2 separate regions of the Danio rerio genome follow, and region 2 is linked to region 1. A link is a contact called in public HiChIP or PLAC-seq data. All regions are on one chromosome and are shown on one strand. The core of a region is the stretch at or near the end of the contact, and the rest is flanking DNA. Distances in the headings are between cores, read along the strand shown.

The links. HiChIP or PLAC-seq counts read pairs in DNA pulled down with a chosen protein or histone mark.
Region 2: a contact with region 1 is called in an H3K4me3 HiChIP or PLAC-seq map of gastrula embryo, with 8 times the contacts expected there. The contact joins the promoter of ephb3a here to the enhancer-like site in region 1. A contact is called at or near these places in 4 of 18 Hi-C or Micro-C datasets (caudal fin, embryo and skeletal muscle) and 3 of 4 datasets of contacts at active chromatin or transcription factors (caudal fin, embryo and gastrula embryo).

The regions. Positions count from the first base shown.
Region 1 is chr2:8,212,177-8,215,213 of GRCz12tu, reverse strand. It overlaps mfsd8l2 (major facilitator superfamily domain containing 8-like 2), which reads right to left. Exons shown (of 12, transcript XM_073923153.1): 12 at 1,252-1,630. Among named protein-coding and RNA genes, the nearest start is that of mfsd8l2, 28 kb to the right of the region's middle. Within about 2 kb of position 1,538, at least 19 of the 62 cell types and tissues checked have an H3K27ac peak or open chromatin away from gene starts, as enhancers often do. A contact at or near this core is called in gastrula embryo, where this site is marked.
Region 2 is chr2:8,356,007-8,359,043 of GRCz12tu, reverse strand. It overlaps ephb3a (eph receptor B3a), which reads left to right and starts at 1,429. Exons shown (of 16, transcript NM_131097.2): 1 at 1,429-1,919. The coding sequence starts at 1,856.

The DNA.
Region 1 (3,037 bases), core at 289-2,788:
AGCTGGTCTTAGTTGGTCAGGTTGGTCTTAGTTGGTTTAACTGGTCAAGCTGGTCTTAGCTGGCAAAGCTGGTCCTAGCTGGTCAGGCTGGTTTTGGCCGCTTTTTAGCTGGTCTTAGTTGGTCAGTTTGGTCTTCGCTGATTTTAGCTGGTCAAGCTGGTCTTAGCTGGTTTTAGCAGGTCAAGCTGGTTTTAAAGGGGTTTTGGCCACTTTTTAGCTGGTCTTAGTTGGTTCAGGCTGGTTTTAGCTTGCCAGGCTGGTCTTAGTTGGTTTTAGCTGATCAAGCTGGCTGATCTTAGGTGGTTTTAGCTGGTCAGGCTGGACTTAGTTGGTCAGACAGGCGGATCTTAGGTGGTTTTAGTTGGTCAGGCTGGTTTTAACTAGTTTTAGCTTGTCAGGATGGTCTTGGGTGGTTTCAGCTGGTCAGGCTGGCTGATCTTGGGTGGTTTCAGCTGGTCAGGCTGGCTGATCTTGGGTGGTTTCAGCTGGTCAGGCTGGCTGATTTTGGGTGGTTTTAGCTGGTCAGGCTGGTCTTAGCTGGTCCGGCTGGCAGGTCTTAGCTGTTTTTTTCAGCAGGAAATTGTTTACTTTTTAACTATATTATTTGTAATATTATGCAAATAGCAGTTAGACATCTAGGTTACACATTAAAGGCCCATTAATGGAGGAACAGTTTGCTGGATACCTTGCTACAGATGAAACGTCACTGAACTCAGCAGAAATGGCCCATCATAACAACAATCCAAAATGGCAGTGAAATATTTAAGATGCATGAATAAAATATCAACGATAATGTAGCTATTTCTAACATTAAAGAATTGAAGAATGGGTTATATAAGGACACCTCAGCGAAAGCAGCTTAACTGAATGACAATACGGCACAATGATGTCAGTGTTGATTCATTAATTTAAAGCTCTTGTATGTGGTAAACACAGATTTTAATGAGTTTACAGTAATACTATTTCAAAACAATCTACAAAAAGCATATTGCGTGCACCAGAGGAGACATAAATATTCAATTTCCTTCTTAAGATGAGTAAATATCCAAAGAAATGACCAATGATCTGTGTAGAATAATTGCATGAATCATTTGTTTTCGAGAAACTCAGTGTCTTTCCCTTTATCATTCTCTCTCTCTCTCTTTCTCTCTCTCTCTCTCTCTCTCGAGCGCACACACACACGCACACACACATACAAAGACAGAAAGTCCTGCAGTTGTTTAGTGTGTGGATCTCAATAAGGGACAATAGCGCCATCATGTGTTTATTTATTAAAAAATACATACTGTATCAGGGGACCCTCCAATCATATGACATTTACATTAAAAGTGTCACTCAGTAAATACACTATAATTAACAATAAATTCACAAATGATGAGGGGTAACAATAAAACATTAAAACAATAAAAAAAATGGGAAAAAAAAATCGAAATATTTGAGAATGAAGGCTATGTTTATTCCAAATGGTTTGTGTGTGTGTGTGCGTGTGTGTGTTGTCTCGCTGTTCGCGGTCTGCTAGCTCTGGCAGGGTCTCTGCTCTCCCACTGCTCCAGCATCTGCTCTGCACAGCCCCACACGAGCGCTAAACTTTGGCAGACACACCGCAGAGAAGAGGGGCTCCTGCTCTGTGCTGAAATATCAAAAATCACACAGATAGATTCATTTAACCAATGACAGCCTTTTTTTGTCGTGCCGCAGAGAGAATGTGTTGTTGACTGTCGCTTGCGGATAATAGCATTTCTCATTCAGTGGCCCACTTTTAGCACTTAGCTCCACATTTTGCTCTTTATTTGTTTCATTATTGTGGCTTAAAGTTGCGTAGCAGGAGTCTGAATTAGATTAATTCAGTTGGCTCACACAAAATAAAAGTTATGACAGGAATTTCGGTCTGTTTTCAAATGACATTGTCACAGTCACGCTAATCCAGACTGTACACAGTGGAAATGCTAATGAACGCAGTGAGTTTTTCTCTTTATAGGTGGAATTCATAATGCCATGATGGGTCTATTTTTAAAATTCTTGCGAAGAGGTACACTTCGGTATGCTTTAAAAAATATCAGGCCTACTTATGGAAGAATTACTAATATAAAACAAGAGAAAACTGAAGCGGACGCATACATGTATATGAATTGTATCTGAAGAGTATTTCTTTTTCACCTTAGTCTCTTTATTAATCTTGGGTCGCCACAGCGGAATGAACCGCCAACTTATCCAGCATATGTTTTATGCAGAGGATGCCCTTCCAGCTGCAACCCAACACTGGGAAATGTAAATACATCTTTATATGTAATTTCATATTACATTGGTAAACATTTATGATAAACGAAAATAGCCGACATATTGTTATTTCTATTTAGACCCTTATGAAATGTCATATATGCATTGACAAGCCTCGGTAATCTTGGTGTGGTTAACTAAATATAAATACTAGTGGTGTAACTGAACACAAATCTCACAGCTGGGATCACATTGTGGCATTTTAGTCACGGGTTGGACCATTTTTCTGATCCACCAAAAAAGGGAGGAAACATCGAATTTGCTTTCCATTTATTACAAAAACAGTACTGCAAGAAACTTTCGCTTGTAAAAAAACAAAACTTAGAACATGTAATTTTATTGAAAATTAAAATGAAGAAATAATCAGCTAAATAAAAATTAATTGTAAAATATTCAGTACTGTGAAAAATTCACTGTTCCCACTACTGTTGCTGATGATGCTAAATGTAGAAATTTAACATAATTTGTACAACACATGTTTATTTTTAGTCTCATTTTTAATTAAATGATTAGTTATACGCTTAGCGACACAGTGGCGCAGTAGGTAGTGCTGCCGCCTCACAGAAAGAAGGTTGCTAGTTCGAGCCTAAACTGGGTTAGTTGGCATTTCTGTGTGGAGTTTGCATGTTCTTCCTGCGTTTGCGTTTCCTCCGGATGCTCTGGTTTCCCCCACAGCCCAAAGACATGCAGTATAGGTGAACTGAATAAGCTAAATTGTCCGTAGTGTTTGGGTGTGTAAAAGTGTGTATGGTTGTTTCCC
Region 2 (3,037 bases), core at 180-2,679, 140 kb before region 1:
AGACTAATTTTGAATAGTTTTGCTGATTTTTAATTAATTGTATCCCAGCCATGTTCCTAAAGGCACACTAATAGTACACATTTTCAACACATTTTCTTCCTAATCAAACACACCTAAATCAGCTCATTAGAACATTAGAAGAGACTCCAAAAGCCTAAAATGTATGGGTCAGATAAGGGGGATTATTGTTTCTATACCCGCTTTCTAAAAATGTGTTTGTTGTCATCACAAAAGACTAATTTTGAATAGTCTTGCTGTTGTTTAATCGAGTGTTTCCCAACCATGTCCCAAAAGGCACACTAAAAGTACACATTTTCAACCTCTTCCTAATCAAACACACCTAAATCAACTCATCAGAACTTTAGAAGAGACTCCAAAGCCTAAAATGTGGGTCAGATAAGGGAAATTAAACATTGTTTCTATACTCACTATCTAAAAATGTATGTCTTGTTGCCATTACAAAAGACTAATTTTGAATAAACTTGCTGTTGTTTAATCGAGTGTTTCCCAACCATGTCACTGCAGGCACACTAAAAGTACACATTTTCAACCTCTTCCCAATCAAACACCCCTAAATCAACTCATCAGAACATTAGAAGAGATCCAAAGCCTAAAATCTGGGTCAGATAAGGGAAATTATACATTGTTTCTATACTCGCTTTCTAAAAATGTATGTCTTGTTGCCATCACAAAAGACTAATTTTGAATAGTTTTGCTGATGTTTAATTAATTGTATCCCAACCATGTTCCTGAAGGCACACTAATAGTACACATTTTCAACCTCTTCTCTATCACACACATAAATAAACTCATCAAAACATTAGAAGAGACTCCAAAGCCTAAAATGTATAGGTCAGATAAGGGGGATATTCTGTTGGTGTGCCTCCAGGAACAAGGTTGGGTAACATTGGTTTAATCAACTATTGCATTTTTTTTTTGTATTGAATTTTACACTTTTTGATTATACTTTCATAAAACTTGCGTAAGACACTCTTTGTGTTTATAAAAGTGTGGTTTACGCTCTTCTTTTGTATTCCTGTTTTTAAAGATCAAAGAAGCGCCAGATTGCATTTAGGGGAAAAACTGCCCAGCACTGTACTGTACATATCAATAATTTACAGCTTTTGAAGACTGTTTACAGTTTTCCACAGCCTTCAACGTGCAGCCTATTATTTAATCAGCAGAAAGCTGGATGATGATTTTATTATTGGTGCTGGGTGACTGCTACGTGACTCTCTGTGGCCAATTGCCAAGTCACTCCCTTCTTAAACTACAGCACACCAATTCCTGCAGTAAACAAACAGCGAGTGGCGCTGTGCATCAAAGAATACCCATACATTCCCAATTCCCTACAAATCAGCTTCTGAGGATTCTTGTGCTATTCATGCACTGTGACATAAACAATAAAAGAAGCACATATATTTAACACAAAAAAAAAAAACATGCACAAATAAAAGAACATAGCAGAGTATTCTACTTAGTGTGTAAGTTATCAGCGGTATCCCGCAGGGTTTTGTCATGGGACCAATAGAGCTTTTCGCCCCCCAATCATTCCTCGCAACTGACACTCCTCCGTGCAGTCGCAAAGAATCAACAGCTTCTTTCACACGGAGGATGAGGAGGATGATGCCACACATGTAGAAGAGCATGATAGAGGAAGAGCATCCGTGGATTCCGTGGTCCGAATGAAAGACGCGAAGACAACCACACCAAAGCGGAGCTGTGCATTTTTCACAGGCTGTTTTTTTCTCTCTCTCAAGGCGTGAATTCGATCATGAATGCTGAGATTTAACGAGACTTTCTGTCCCGGTGACACATAGACAAAACGCTTCTTCATGTTGCATCCTCAAGCTTCATGACAATGGATTATTCGCTGTTATTATACAGCCTTTGGGTTCCCGTTATTCTCGCTGTTGAGGGTAAGTGCAAACGCTCTTTGTTACGGGGCCACTCGGATTGCGAGCTGCTGTTGGTCACCCCTTTTGCTAGTCTATTCACGGAAAGATTAGAACATTTAATAACAAATATATATAGAGAGAAAAGAGATAGAGCAGAACTTATAACCTTGTGATTTACGGACGGCGCGGACTGTTCGGGTTGGAAAACTTCGACTAGAACTTAAATGGTGCGATTTTGCATTTTATTTACAGGCTGAAACGCTTCGGCTGGATAATAAAACATATGCAGATGTACAATAGAACATATTGGGCGTTTAAATAAAAAGACAAAACATAGGTTTAATACCTTTACTGTCTTATTTTAGTGTTCACGGCAATACCATTATTTAATATATCCGAAATTGCGTTTGATTTACATAATTCGGATTCATTTAAAGGTCTCTTATAGTGAATTGTTTTAAAACCCTGTTCTAAAGCTGCAAACAAAGCAGCAAGGTGTTTGTTTTGTGGCATGCCCATAGCACATATTGATACAGACGATGTTGTTAGTCCGTGCCTTTGTTATAAGGTATAACAAACTGTAAACCACAGGCTAAATGAATCCTTTTGCAGTTGTTTGAACACGTTTACACACCATTTTTAATTTACTCGCGAGAGCCCTCGGAGATTATCATAACAACCTTTCGCTTCAATCATCGCCGTATTAAAAATCCCATGTAGTTTTTAGATTTTTCAGATGTGCTTTGTGCTGCTTGTGACACATGGTTCAGAGCTGCTGAAAGCCCCCTGTTGCTCTGGTGTGACACATTTCACCCTAAAGGCTTTTAAGTCACCCTGATAGTTGTGATAGCAGCATCACTTCATTGTAATTGCCACACATGCTAATTGGCTTTCATGATTGCAGCTGTTCAAAGAATTGTATAGGTGAGAAAATTGTAGTCTCATCAAAGTAACAATCCGTTTTTCGACATTATATCCAAGTCAGGTGATGTTTTAAAAACAGCAGTGAGGTAAAAACGTGACTAGTATTGAGCCTAGGTGTGGTTTTGGGGGGGGAGAGAAAGGCGATTGATACCTTCGAGGTTTGTTTACTTTCCACTACATTTTTGTAGAGAGCACTTATGTTAGTCTTATAAGTA